4 separate regions of the Mus musculus genome follow, and regions 1, 3 and 4 are each linked to region 2. The links are chromatin contacts, called in public HiChIP or PLAC-seq and promoter capture Hi-C maps. All regions are on one chromosome and are shown on one strand. Each heading gives the region's core, a stretch centred on a gene start, on an enhancer-like site or on the middle of the called end of the contact. The rest is flanking DNA. Distances are from core to core; before and after follow the strand shown. Region 1 holds the start of Zfr (zinc finger RNA binding protein). Region 2 holds the start of 4930556M19Rik (RIKEN cDNA 4930556M19 gene). Region 3 holds the start of Mtmr12 (myotubularin related protein 12). Region 4 holds the start of Golph3 (golgi phosphoprotein 3).

Region 1 (3,654 bases), core at 645-3,144, 1.4 Mb after region 2:
TATGTAGGAGATTTTTTTCCCCCTTAGCAACACAATTGGGAACCATCAGTGTTCTCGAAAACAATGACACTGATTTTCCCCCAAAGCCCTACATTTTCCCTTTGAAATGAGAAAAAAGACAAACCAGGCAGGTTCTCAGAACCTGTACTGTTGTAGGAGGTGTGGGGGTTGACGCCAGTGGGGACTGAGGCAATGTTTGCCTTAGGTAGACTAAAGCGCTGATTTCCACGGGTGAGTTCTGATTCACTCTGACTGTTTTAAGGCTCATCAGACTTAAGAGATAAGCAGCAGGGGGCTGCTGGATGGCCACGAGGCAGGTGAGAGGTGAGGTGCAGCGCTTCCTAGGCCTTGGTGGAGGCAGGGTAAGAGCAAGACGACAGAAATCAGTCCAGGAGTGGCTGGGAGAGGGGATGGAAGGGGAGGGAGAGCCCAGCGGAAGCAGTATAGTGAGTGCCAGGTCTCCAGGTCAGCCAGCAAGACCCTAACTAAAGGAGAAAGAGAGAGAGAGAAGAGAGAGAGAGAGAGAGAGAGAGAGAGAGAGAGAGAGAACGATCGCTAGCTCAGGTCATCTCAGCTCCATCCCTAGCAGTAGAAAAGAAATGGGCGGGGGGGGGGGGGGTGGAGGTGGGGGAGGTGTGACTGAAAATGGCCTGAGACAATACAGAGATAACACTAAAGCATCTGTAATGAAGACACAGTTGCATGCAGTAAAGAACTATTTATAAAGTATTGATCCTGACCCAGGGAGACCTGGCACTCTTTTGAAGCTCAGGTAAGGAGTGAATAGGTGGGTAGTTTCTATTTTGAAACACTGTCTCCCTCTGTAGTGTAGGCAGGTCTAGAACTCTGGGAAATCCTCCTGTCTCAGCCTCTCCAATGATGGGATTTATAGGTGTATGCCCCTCTACCCAGGAAATCTAAGACTCTCACAAAGACATTTGAACTGGTCATCCCCGCACTCAGTTCTAGCCAGAGTGACTTCCTTGATACTCTATAGACTTCTCCACTGCCCTTCCTCCAGGTAGCTACCTGGGTGGTTTTCTTGCTTCTGTCAGGTCTCTATTCCAGGGCTTGCCCTAACCGCCCGAACTCCCCTTATCTTCATTGTCCTGTTTTTATTCCTAATACTCCAGTCCCACCCACCACATTTTCTATGTTTTTGGCTCTAGTGTGTCATAAGACTTCCCAGAACAAAAATTCCATGTGAACAGGGATTTTGTTTTGCTCCTACAACATGTCACGTTTCGTTTCTGGCATCTACAACGCCCAACACCTTGTTGGGGGCCGCCAACATGACCCTGAAAGGCTCCTTGTCTGTGAGGTGGGGCGGGGTCTTGGCAAAATGTGTGACCCCTGTGACAGGCAGGGTTCTGGGCAGATGCTTGGTGCAGCACTTCCTCTGCTCTTTTCCCCCCCATCGTTGTCTCCTCCCCTTTCCAAAGGCCAGTGACAAGCAACAGGAATTAGGCCAGCTCAAATGTTAATGGAAATTAAAGGAGAGAGGAGGGCTGAAAGAGAGAACAAACGCAGCCGCAAAAGTAAAGGAAACCGGTGAAAAAGTAAGGCGGCGAAAAGGCCAACAGACGTCACGCTATCTGGTCACGCTGCCCGACTCCCCCGCGGCCGAGCGAGGCGCTCTTCCTCCGCCTTGTAGCCTCCCTGCAGCGGGTGCGAGTCACCATCGCTTAGGATAAGGCCGGGCCCGTAGTCCCACGAGAGAACCCCACATCCGCACCCCAGAAATCCGCTCCTCGGGGGGCCCTGCGCCAGCCCCCGGGTGGGGGGTGGGGGGGTTGGCGCGGGGCGTAAGGACTACATCTCCCAGGATGCATCGCACTAGCGCGCTTGCGCGGTGCGGCCGGCGGCGGCGGTCTGTTCTCCGCTGAGGAGGAGTGGGGCAGAGGAGGGAGGCAGCGGGTGAGAGTTCAGAGTTCAGCAGCAGCAGCCCGAGCCCATGATTCCCATATGCCCTGTAGTTTCTTTCACCTATGGTGAGTCTAAATGTGGCCCGTGGAGGCCTCTGCCATGCCCTGCCCCGGCCCTGGGCGGCGGGTAGGCGCGGGGGTTGGGGCCAGCTCCGGGGAGGAGGCGGCGGCCGCCACCCGGGCGTGCGAGTGAGTGAGGGAGTGCGGGGAGGGAGGCGGACGGCGGCGCGGCCGCGGTCCCCGCCGGCCAGGGCGGCTTCTCACGGCCCCTTTTCTCTCCCTTGCCATCCCTCGGCACCCCGACCCCTTGACGGCTGCCCTCCCGCCATGGGACCTGACTCTCCGTGCCCGCCGCAGTGCCCAGCCGGCTGGGGGAAGATGCCAAAATGGCGACCGGCAACTACTTTGGATTCACCCACAGCGGGGCGGCGGCGGCGGCGGCTGCGGCCCAGTATAGGTAACGGCTCCCCGCCTTCTCCCTTTTTCCTCTTCCCTCCGCGCCCCGCGGTCCGGCTCCCGCCGACGCTCCGGCCCCGCGGCCGCATCCGCCCCCGCCCCCGCCGCACCGCCCCGAGAGCCCGGGTCCCCGCGGCAGGCGCGGCCGGGAGCCCCCCGCACCCTCCCCACACCCGCCCTTCCCTGCCGTGTCGCACTCGGCCTCCGGCTCCGGCGGACAGCGGCCCCCGGAGGGGCCGAGACGGGGGAGGGATGACTGCGGAGGGGTTGGGGACGTGGAGGGCCTTGGACGGCCCCGGAGGTAAAATGGCCTCCCGCGGCCTTGGAGCGGAGCCGAGCCGCCCGCTGCGGCCCCTCGGCTTCCCGGGTCCCCGCCTCCACCCTGTCACCCCCCCACCTCTTATCTTCCCTTTGGCTCGGGGAATGGAGAGAGAGTGAGCCGAGGGGCCTCGCGCGGAGTGCGGAGTCAGCGGCCTCTACCGCGACGCCCCCGGAGCCCAGATCACACAGCAGGTCTTTGTCGGTACCTTCCCTTGGCCCTGGGTCCCCGACGCCACCAACCACCCCCCTGCCCCCAGCCCCTCAGATTAACTGCCACTTTGCCAGCGTCATCGCCTCCATCTCATTCCCTTTGGGTTTTCTTGCTCGCGGAGATGTTAATATGCCAACCACCTGTGAATCGTTTAGCTGTTAGACCGAAAAAGATGTGCGAAGTTCCTAGGGTAGATGATGCGTGTGTAGCCTTTGGAGCCATTGAGGACGGCTCCAAGTGGACCGGTGGTTCTCCTTTGAGGTCTTCCCCCCTGCCCCTCGCCCCGCCCGGGGAAAAAGAAAATGCCAGTGACTGTATACCGAGTAGTTGTGGTGCCTGGGATGAATCCTCTACCTCCAGATAGCTGTCATTGCTAAAGTAGCTGTAATTCCTTATACATCTTATCGCAGAAACAAGAGGCAAAACCCTGTATTTATTGGACCGTCATGAATCAGAGTAAGACAGCTAGTCGCTTGGTTCATGCAGTAAGCATACAGTTTTATGTGTGCCTTAGCATATTTAGGATCATGGTTAAATTCAGATAGCTTTTTCATCCCATTTACCTTAGGAGAGTCATGTATTTAAAAGAGGCTCATTGGAAAACAAAATTTTAGTAACAGTATCTTTGTGATTTTTTATGACATTTGGGACATATTTTTTGAGTTTCCTCTGTAAAATGGGATACTGGCTAATAATTGGGGGCTGAAAATTCTAAAGGAAAAAAAAGTTACTTCATTTTAG
Region 2 (3,449 bases), core at 926-3,425:
TCTCTCTCTCTCTCTCTCTCACACACACACACACACACATACACACACACATACACACACACACACAGAGCAAACAAAAACAAGGGAGGCAGTGTTTGTACCTTCTGCTTACACACGTTAAGAAGTGGGAGTCTGGAGACAGTAAACGTTAGGGGCCACTATATTACTTTTTCACCGAATCCCCAGTGACTGGGGAGCCCATTCTTAGTCAGTTTTACTATGACAGCACAAAGATCTTTGAACTGGGCTATGTATGAACTCCTACACTGCCCTTTAAAGTCATAAAAACACATCTAAGGATGCAAATGTAAATAATACAATAAATTCATTCACGAAGCATCTCCACAGTTGGAGAAAAAACTGACAGCCCCGCACAGGATGTCTCTCCCAGTACTTAGTCAACAAGAATGGGATTTCTTCTGATAAAATTGGCTGTCTTATAAGCCTAAGGGAGAAAAGACTCCGATAGTAAGTTATCATTAACAGTTAAAAATTAAACCCATCAGTCAAAAACAAAACAAAACGACTCGCTTTCTCACGTGTAAGCAAGGGCCCAGCACTGGTGGGACAAAGCGAAGTCCAACCTCCCTGGGATTCACAGGCTTTTTTCCAATTCCGTTCAAACCCATAGGAGATGCAAGTTCTCGCTAAAAGAGCAAACGCTAGATCCGCTAAAGGGACAAACCTTGTTCTTCTCTAGGCCAGCCTTCACAACCTTGAGATCTCATACCCCAGACAATAAGCAGTCTTCTAGTCCCAGGCAGCTCTGCTCTGCGCTATTCTTCCTAAAGCCGATAGCATTCAAATCACCAGAGTTCAGAGTGAAGGGAAGGAGCAGGTACGAAGTGAGTGGCCTTGCATCTGCATACTTGGTAACGACGTAAAGTTGAGCTGAGCTGGGCTCCTTAGAAAAGAAAGCCTGGCTTTATATAAAGCTCAGGCCTCTGTGAGGTCACCCCTGCCTCTTTAAGTCACAGTGGGCTCCATCTGCTTTAATCTCCCCATCTGTTGCCTTTCCATACTTAACCCCCCTCCACCAAAGGAAATGTGAAATCCAAAATGAAAAACTACTGGAAACTGCAGAACCTAAACTGGCGACACAAACTGGCCCAAGACAGTAGGCGAGAGTTGAAAGAAGGATGGATGCTTGCCCTCCCGGACGGGTCGCGAAGGATGCCGACCTAAGCCCAGCAGCTTGGAATGTTTCCCAACTCCAGCATCCTCCTCCCTGCCCTCCTAGGAGCTGTGGTGGGGGAAAATGACAAGGAGAGTTGGGGGTAAGGGGTAGTGGCAGGCCCAGGGTGGTCTCGCCTGCGCCCTCCAGACAGCTCACCAGCTCCCTTGAGTCCGTAAAGGAACAATAGCGGACTGTGGGTCTCCAGAGCCACCGGGCGTCTCTCGCTCCCACCTCCCGTCTCCGGCTTTTCCAAGTTCAGTCAAGAGGTGGGTCGAGCCAGGGAGCAAGGACTGGGGCACCGGACCCGGGGCAGGGCACGAAAGTGGGACGGGCTGCCCCGGGGGCGCAGCCACAGCGTCCTCTCGGGTCCGGTCATTCATTCCCACCCGCGCTCCCTCCGCAGACACCCCGCGCCACTGTCCCGCACCAGACCGCCAGAGGAGGCGAACCCCCTTTCCAAACTAGGTCGCACCTCTCTCTCTTTCTGCCAGATCCCCACTATCCTCCCGTTCCTCCACCCCACCCCCCCTTCCAACTGTCTTCCGTGGTCAGTGAGCGGCCAAAGCTCTGTCCAGACCAAAACTCCCGCCCGCTCCTCTCGGCGCCCGGAGCTCTGCGCAGCCCCAGACACAAAGGCGGGGACCGAGTCCAGAGCCCGCACCCCAGCCTCGCCGCCGCCACTCACCCCATCCAAGCGGCGGCCTCAGCTCCTGGCCCCGCTGGCCGTCCCGCCCGCCGCTTCCCCAGGAAAGTGCGGCTGCCGGGCTCGCTTCCTGCTCGGCTTCCTGCGCTGGGTCCCTCCTCCTCCTCCTCCTCCTCCTCCTCCTCCTTCTCCTCCTCCTCCCGACGCGGGGTCAGTGGGCGCTCAGCTCCGGGGCTCCGCCGGCAGGGCGGGGGCAACGGCAGCACCACCACGTGGCCGCCGGGCGCCGGCCCCCGACCTGGATCCCGTGGGCTCCAGGAGGGAGTTGCTAGCCACTCCCACTCCGCGCGGCCCCAAATTCCGGGAGTCAGGTGACCTGGCCCCGGAGCTGCTCCCTGGACCTGCGGGAGGTGCTCTGCGACCGCCCACGCCCCGGCCCGCGGCGCGTCCCGGACGTCCACGCTTGCGTTTCTGCGGATCGTGGGAATCCTTCTGCGTGGGTCTGTCTCACACCTTAACTTGAAGTTAGTGAGATCCGCGGTATGCGGGTTCCACCGCTGGGGTAGGATAAGGGCTCGGAAAAAGTACTTGTTTCTGGTCAGTTTCCAAAGTTATCTGTAGTCTTAGGAAAAGCCGAGTCACCGACCCAAGCCCCCTCTGAACCAGACTGAGATCGGTTCCATTTCCAGTGTGAACGAAAAGAAAGTAAACCAGAATGTACTTACATTTTCTGGGCTAAACCAGTTGGTTGGAGCGACTGTTTCCTAACACTCCTCAGGTGTAAGACAAAACTTAGTTGTGTTCTGCTCAGGGCTTGGGAGACTATCTACAGCCTGGACTGGCCGGCTAGATAGGGGCAGGAGCGCCCTCAGCGGGGTGTCTTGAGTTTGGAAGTCCTGAGATCCGGTAAAGCTTCCCTCCCCCAGACCACCAGGACCGGACCTCTGAACCGAATCGACCCTTCCATTAATTCTGAGGGTTTGAAATCTCACTATTATTCCCCTAATTTAAGCAGGGATTTTAGTCCCACTAGCCAGCTAGATCGTAAAAAGTTTGACTCACCAAAGCTCCATGGGACTCCTGGTTGGTGTTGTGTCTTTCGCACAGAAAGGTTTCTAGAGTAAGCAGATCCTAGCTATTTTTGCTAGGATCGCCTGTAAGTCCACTGAAGTAAGGAGGAAAAACAACCAGTTCCAACAGAAGTGAGAGTCACCCTAACAGCAATCAGTGTACAGTATCTTGACTTTGTGTGTTACCATCGGATCGGGTGGTTTGTTTTTTTTTGTTTGTTTGTTTTTTTTTACCCCACCCCTTCACTCCTTTCCCTAAGAGAACACCTTGCCTTAGCTTTCACAAGCGAACTTGCCAACTAGAAAACAAAAGCTTCATCTTTAGCTCAATAGTCTTTACTTCCTAAGTACCATACATCAAAAAGAATCCCTGGGGGGGGGGGGCGGGGCAGGGGAGTGGGAGTGGGGAGCCAATTCAAAGCAAGATACACACTTTTACACATGTGATGTGGAACTAAAAACCACACTAAAAGAAACAATTGACAGCACCCTGTGTAGTGTGGGCCATTTCTTCTAACCGGGTTTTGATCTTGGGTTCTTTAATCAGTTACCAACAGAG
Region 3 (3,378 bases), core at 754-3,253, 1.5 Mb after region 2:
AGGCAGAGGCAGGCAGATTTCTGAGTTCGAGGCCAGCCTGGTCTATAGAGTGAGTACCAGGACAGCTAGAGCTACACAGAGAAACCCTGTCTCGAAAAACCAAAAAAAAAAAAAAAAAAAAAAAAAAAAAAAAAAAAAGAAAAAAGAAAAAAAGTGTTTATCAGTGAGTGAAACATGTATGAGTGGTGTACTCATACCTCTGCTTGTAACAGAGTACCTTACAGTTGATCGTTTATACACAATACAAAATTGCTTCTCACTGTTCCAGAGTCTAGGGAATTCCAGAATCAGTAGATTCCACGTTGGGAAGAGTGGGCCATTCAACGATGACACATTTTTTTTTTATTTTAAGATTTATTTATGTGACTACACTAGCTGTCTTCAGATACACCAGAAGAGAGCATCTGATCCCATTACAGATGGTTGTGAGTCACCATGTAGTTGCCGGGACTTGAACTCAGGACCTCTGGAAGAGCCATCAATGCTCTTAACCACTGAGCCAACTCTCCAGCCCAGAATGGTGACACATTCTTGCTGAGTTCTCTCAATGGGGGAGGGTTAGCCAGAACCCTCTGATCTCATAAGGGCATTCCTTCAAGGCTCAATAATCTCCAAGTCCACTTCTTCCTCACAGTATCACATGGGGGAGGGGGACGGACACAATCAGAAGAGGGTGGCAAACCAGCTGGTTTTTTGGTATTTAAAACGTTTCTTTTGTTGGCTCCCATTCCTGGGAAGTGTACAGACCCAGAGACAGTGTCAAGTTTTCAGAGTCGTATTACAACAGGGCTTGACCTTCAGCAGATGTTAAAGATCAGGGTGATCTAGTAACACTTAACGTTAGCTTGACGGCCGGCAGAAAGGGACATTTGCTTGGTGAATTTCTATCAAAAGCCAGCATTTCTGTTTATGGGTTGGGTCAGATCCTGGAAACAAAAGCAACAGAATCTGTCTGGCATATCGGAATCAGAGAGGTCACCTCTCCTTCCTGGGAACCAACGTGGAAAAGCACAGTTAATTGCTAGGTTTTGAGAGGAAGGTCTTATTTGTGATCTAGGTTGCCTGGGGACTTCCTAAGTAGTCCGAGCTGGCCACAAATTCACTATCTTTCTGTCTGGCCTTCCAGGTGCTGGAATAGCAGGTGTGCACTAACCACCCTTCCGTGTCACTTGTAGTACTTAGTTGGGAATTTTAAAAGAAATACAAGGGGGTGGTGCAGTTGGTCAGACTAAGGCATAGCAAGGTGCCTGACACTTGAAAAATTAACTGCAAATGTTTATTGGCTTTTCACAGTAGATGGAACAACTTCGGGTGAGCTGCATCGTATCTTATTCTTCTAACACAATGCTCCACAGGGAGAATTCAATTTGGTCTTGCTCACGCGAGGCAAGTGCCCCAAAGGTGGAATTCAAATGAATAGAAATGAATAGTGTGTGTGTGTGTGTGTGTGTGTGTGTGTGTGTTTTATTTGCTATCTTGGCTTAATATGAGAGGTTTGTCGATAACTTGGGAGAGCAGATAAGTCTTAAGGGCTTTTGATATCTTACCAGTTAGAAACCAAGCGACAAACAAAAGAAGTTTGAAGTTGAACACAACATTTTACGTCACTTTAGTCAGTTCCTATCCGCTCTGTCTCTCTTCATTCGTCTAAAGTCTGAACGTCGTCGGTGTGGTTTTGAAGCTTCTGCGGAGGCATTCTGTTCAGCAAGCTGAATTTCAAAGCTGCTGGCCAGTAAAAGAAGCAAAATGGGTAGAACGACTTGCCCGCAACAACTTAGCGACGGCAGGACCATTGGGCAAATGGCGACATTCTCGCTAGCCAATCGTGGGGAAGCCCGGAGAGAACGCTCTCCGCATTGGCTAGAGCAAATACCTCGGCCAACAAGGGGTGGGCGTGGCCAGTCCCATGCTGTGGGCGGGACCTCAGCCGGAGCAGAGCGAGCGGCGGTGGGCGTGTCCCACGGTCGCTAGGCGGGGCGCGTGGCCTGGGCGGAGCGAACGGTGTCAGCGGCGGAGCCGGATGCGGGCGGTACTGCTGCCGCCGCCGCGGCCCTAGGGATGGGCGGAGCCCCGGCCGCTGGTGCTGGTGGCCGCCGCCGCTGCCGGAACCTGAGCCGGAGCCGCCGCCTCTGCTGTCGCCGCGCTTCGGCTTCGTTGCTTCGCAAGGCGGCGGGATGCTGGGGAAAGGGGGAGTCGGCGGTGGCGGCGGCACCAAGGCGCCCAAGCCCTCCTTCGTGTCGTACGTACGCCCTGAGGTGAGAGTGCGCCGGGCGAGCGCGGCGGCGGGTGGAGCGGCCGGGGCAGGGGCGCTTCCTGCCGGGGTGCCGGGCGGGGCGCTCTGGGGCCTCCCGGGCTGGCCGCGGCCCGGACCCCTGCGGCAGGCCGGGCAGGTGCTGGGGCAGGGCCCTGTCGCTCGCCACCGCGCCTGTGGGCGGGAGCCGGAGCCCGGGAGGTCCGGCGGCTCCGGCGCCCCAGGTATCCGGGAAGGGAAGAGAAAGCTTGCGTGGTCGGGAACCCGACGGGGTTCCCCCGGCAGCCCGCAGCCCGGTGTGTGTGCTCTGCCCGGGACTTTTCTCCGCGAGTCCTGAGAGTTCGTCTCTGTCGCGGGTGGTGCACTGCTTTGCGTCCGCGCTGCTGTATGTGGGTCGGCCTTGGCCTCTTTCGGTGTCTGCCCAGAGCATCCTCCTCCCGCTTCTTCCCATTTCATCTCCCCCCTTCCAAACTGCAATTCTAGTCGAGAAGTGCATTCACTCGGGAAATACTTTCTGCGCTCCTACTGTGTGCCAGGTACGATCCTGGAAAGCTTGTGCTAAGTATCAGTGAACAGAACAAAGATCGAGCTCCTTGGGAGCTTATGTAAAAAGAAACAAACAGTCAACGATATGCGATTATTAATTGTATAGTACTTAGAAGATGGTGGGGACAAGGAATCCTTTCATTCTTGCAAAGGTGGTATTTCAGTCAGGACGTTAGAGGACGTTAGGTCTAGGTAAGGAGTCCTGGACGGCCCCAGGGAAGGCTGCCAGTTCTGGAGTTCCGTGAATGAGGAGGACATTGAAGAGATCAGAACTAGAGCATGTTGAAGACTTCTGGAGCAGTCGTTCCTTACCTTTTAGTAGACTCCTTCTCATTTTCGATTTGTGAAAGTTGTGTGCGGTTTTTTTTTTCCCTGCTTTTGCAATTTTGTTTGTTTGTCTCTCGATTATGTAGCCTGGCTGTGCTGGAACTCACTATGTAGAGCAGTCTGGCCTCGAAGTCACAGAGCTCTGCTTGCCTCTGCCTCCCGAATGCTAGAACTCAAGGTAGTACGACCATGCCTAGCTTCTGCAATCTGTCTGTGTGCAGGTAGATGCTCTACCAAATTTACTGCCTCCAAAT
Region 4 (3,400 bases), core at 40-2,539, 1.6 Mb after region 2:
CTCTGCCTCCCAGATGCCAGTTTCTAATTTGTCCTCAAGTACTGTGCCCACTGACTACCTCCCCAACGAAGCTTCACATCTTACCCCATTTAAAAAAAAAAAAAAATCTCCGCAGGGACAGGAGCAACTAGCCGAACAGGCAGAGCCTGTACGCACAGCTTTGTGCTTTTTGGATTTAACCTTCTGAGTTAAATAACCATTTAATTTACAAAGGACATTTAAAGTCAGTTGGCAAAGAATGACCAGAAAGGTGAAGGAACAAAAAGGTGACGTGAATGGGAGAAACTGGCTGAGGACACATTTTTTTTTTTTTTTTTTTTTCAGGAAAAAGGGAAGGTAGCTTGGGGCTGTGGGTGGGAGGACCTACTGGGACTTACTGTCCCCGTAGGAGTTGAGACAACGTATTTGGGCGCGGGGAATATTCTGTCTAAACCTGGCTTACTCACTGCGTATGGTTACTGTTTATTTTAAATAATACTGGACAGACCTACGATACCGTTTTTGGATAATGTTTTCTCATAAGACCCGCCCTTCTACTTCTCCAAACCCTTCTCAGGTTTGGCAGTTTTTCCTTTAACTTGATTTGCACAAACTGCCAAAGGGATTGAACCTAGTAATTACATCGAAAATAGATTTAGGGCTACAAAGACGTGGCATGAAACTCAAGAGGTTTACTGTCGCTATAAAAGAATCCTAAGGTCGGCTGTCCTAACAGTACAGTGCGCCCTGACCACTTTACAGCCGCAGTCGGAGGTAGGAAAGTTTTACAAACACAATTCGTCAATTTGTTTAACCTCTCTACGCCAGAGCACAGTACATGAACAGCTTTAAACGCCCGAGTGTAGATGACTCCTTTTGAAACTCGGGAGTTTCACAGGCGAAGAGCCAAGTCCTCCCCGTAGGTAGTGAGGACCCGGGCTATAGTGGCTGATCCCCAGGGATGCTGAGGTCTCAGTGGGGTCCGCCCTAGCCTGGCCTCGGCTTCTGGGATCCAGGAGAGATCTCACTGGTCGCTGGCGCCAGGCCGGACCTTTAGAGTGAACTGAGAGGCGGATGAAAGCCGGGCAGGTCACCGATCGCAAACCTTTCGTCTCCAGACTCAGGGCCACTAGCGAGTCCAGAAGCTCAAGTGTCCGCCGAAGTGGGAGGCGGCTAGCCACGCCCCCCGCTCGCGCCGCTTCCGGCACCCCGGCCCCGCCCCGCGCCGGCGCTGCCACATCCTCCGGTGACGTCAGCGCGCGCCGCCATATTGGGAAGCGCCACCGCCGCCGCCGCCTCCGCTCGGGCTCCTGGGCTGTGTGGGGGGCCACAGCCGCGGGCTGAAGGCTCCCTTGTGTACCCCATCGACGCCCGGCCCGCCGGCTTCGCCCAGCTCCGGCTCCTCATGACCGCCTTCGGCCCCGCAGCCCACGGACATCGCCCCAGCTCCAAGAATTAACACGGAAGCTCCCGGGGCCGGGGCCGTGAGGGAGAGCCGGCCGGTCCCGCGTCCCTGTCGGTCCGGCGCGGCTCTTGTGCGGGAGCCATGACCTCGCTGACCCAGCGGAGCTCGGGCCTGGTGCAGCGGCGCACCGAGGCCTCCCGGAACGCTGCCGACAAGGAGCGGGCGGCGGGAGGCGGCGGCGGCAGCGGCGAGGACGAGGCGCAGAGCCGCCGCGACGAGCAGGACGACGACGACAAGGGCGACTCCAAGGAAACGCGGCTGACCCTGATGGAGGAGGTGCTCCTGCTGGGCCTCAAGGACCGAGAGGTGCGGGCGCCGCGGCCCCGGCCGGGGTGGCAGCCGGGGTGGCAGCGGGACCCGGGTGGCTCCAGGTGGGGCCCGGGTGGGCGCTGGCCGAGGCCTCACCTGTCCCTGCTTCCGGAGCCCCGCGCCCCTGAGCGCCCTCTCGTCCCAAGGAGTGTGGGAGTCAGCCCTCTCCGGCTGCGCTCCGAGTGCTCCCGATCCTCCCGGTACCAAGTGCTCGCTTGGGTTTTCCCGTCCTCTGCTCACAAGCACTCTTAGTTCCGAAGTCTTGGCGATCTTTGCGTTTCTTCTTCTTCGCCGTCTGCCGCAAATAATGGCAACTCCAACCCAAGACTGTTGAGATCTAAAGACTCGGGGCTACCGCGGCTCCCAAGTATTGAGTTTTTGCAGGTTTTAAGACCCGGGAGAGGTTCGCGGATCTACTTGCTGTCGGCCCTCTTTCTTATGTAAAACTTGAGTTGCGGCGCGCGGTTAAGAAATTAGCAAAGTTGTTTTTACTGGGTATTGTTTTAAAAAGTCAATACTAAGTTGATATAAAACCTAGGAAGTTACTTTTTGGATGAACTTGGTTTGAGCGAGCGATGAGTTAGTTTTGCGGTTAGATCTGCTGTCGTCCTTTCCGTTTTGCCATTTTAAGGGAGGGCTTGTGAAGAGCTGGGAGGAATACCAAGTTTGCGCTTTGATGAAAGACTGCAAAGATTTAGGTAGGCTTAAGTTGTGTTCTGACGTTTGGAAAGGTCACCCCAGATATTTAGGAATTTCACACATATAAGTTGAAAAAGTGCAAGTGTCCGTCTTTTAAATGTCTGGATTCTGTAGTTAATGTTTGATTGATTTTATTAATACCCATCCATCTCTAAAGATGATTATTTTTAAGGGCAGACTTGCAGGATTGGATGTTTCATAAATCATGTATGATGAGGTGGCCCGGAAGTTTGTTTCGTTTCAGTGTGGAAACTCTAGACAACACATTTTGAGAGTCAGACAGAAAGGTATTGGATCTTGTTTTTAAATACGTTTTCAGAATTCAGGAAGGAGGACAAGAAACAAACCAGAACAAAACTCAGTTCATCCTATAAAACAGTTTTTTAGTTCCTCAGACTTAGCAGCGGTAGAGAGCTGAGTTTTTCCAGGGACTGTTTGTGGTTCCCGGATATTAGATACTACCCAGGGAAGTGCTTCTTGATGCCTTAATACCATTCAGCTTGAAGACACTTAATGGCCCTCAGGCTGTGAAAGGGGCACAGTACCTGTTTAATTACAGTTATTATGAGGAATGCGGTGGTGTGTGTTTCATTTTTAGTTGTGGAGTGAAAAGCTAGATGTTAGTGTGTGGCAATGCGATTTTAGAGAGCATTCACTTAGGAAGTAATTAGATTTTGAAAGCAGGCTTCTTGTAATACACATTTATCTTTCCTTCCCTCCTTCCCTACTTTGGAACAAAACAGATTATGAGACATTTCTAGGAAGTACAAGAAAAACAAAATGAAGGTTACATTCCTGGGTCAGCATTTTGGTTCTGTATGCTAGAACTCGGTAAAGCTACAACGGAACAAAAAAAATTATTTTTGGTATTGTCACATTGAGAAACAATGGTGGAAAAATACCTTTTACTTTAGAAGCCTTACTCTGAATTTTTAATATAAAGCTGTT

What was found. Promoter capture Hi-C pulls out the DNA fragments that hold promoters and counts their contacts. HiChIP or PLAC-seq counts read pairs in DNA pulled down with a chosen protein or histone mark.
Region 1: an H3K27ac HiChIP or PLAC-seq map of embryonic stem cells shows a contact between it and region 2, with 5 times the contacts expected there. The contact joins the promoter of Zfr here to the promoter of 4930556M19Rik in region 2. A contact is called at or near these places in 1 of 39 promoter capture datasets (liver), 2 of 115 datasets of contacts at active chromatin or transcription factors (embryonic stem cells and pancreatic cancer cells) and 1 of 9 other capture datasets (macrophages).
Region 3: a contact with region 2 is called in a promoter capture Hi-C map of liver, with 4 times the contacts expected there. The contact joins the promoter of Mtmr12 here to the promoter of 4930556M19Rik in region 2. A contact is called at or near these places in 3 of 39 promoter capture datasets (the C10 cell line, embryonic stem cells and liver), 1 of 115 datasets of contacts at active chromatin or transcription factors (embryonic stem cells) and 1 of 9 other capture datasets (embryonic stem cells).
Region 4: a promoter capture Hi-C map of liver shows a contact between it and region 2, with 2.4 times the contacts expected there. The contact joins the promoter of Golph3 here to the promoter of 4930556M19Rik in region 2. A contact is called at or near these places in 1 of 39 promoter capture datasets (liver) and 1 of 115 datasets of contacts at active chromatin or transcription factors (pancreatic cancer cells).

Annotation. Positions count from the first base shown.
Region 1 is chr15:12,115,957-12,119,610 of GRCm38.p6, forward strand. Zfr (zinc finger RNA binding protein) reads left to right here and starts at 1,895. Exons shown (of 20, transcript NM_011767.2): 1 at 1,895-1,991; 2 at 2,283-2,382. The coding sequence starts at 1,955.
Region 2 is chr15:10,712,661-10,716,109 of GRCm38.p6, forward strand. It overlaps 4930556M19Rik (RIKEN cDNA 4930556M19 gene), which reads left to right and starts at 2,176. Exons shown (of 7, transcript NR_045063.1): 1 at 2,176-2,320. Rai14 (retinoic acid induced 14) reads right to left here and starts at 1,971. Exons shown (of 18, transcript NM_001166408.1): 1 at 1,863-1,971.
Region 3 is chr15:12,203,025-12,206,402 of GRCm38.p6, forward strand. Mtmr12 (myotubularin related protein 12) reads left to right here and starts at 2,004. Exons shown (of 16, transcript NM_172958.4): 1 at 2,004-2,255. The coding sequence starts at 2,175.
Region 4 is chr15:12,320,207-12,323,606 of GRCm38.p6, forward strand. It overlaps Golph3 (golgi phosphoprotein 3), which reads left to right and starts at 1,290. Exons shown (of 4, transcript NM_025673.2): 1 at 1,290-1,750. The coding sequence starts at 1,526. It overlaps Gm52210 (a long non-coding RNA gene), which reads right to left and starts at 372. Exons shown (of 2, transcript XR_003951630.1): 1 at 1-372.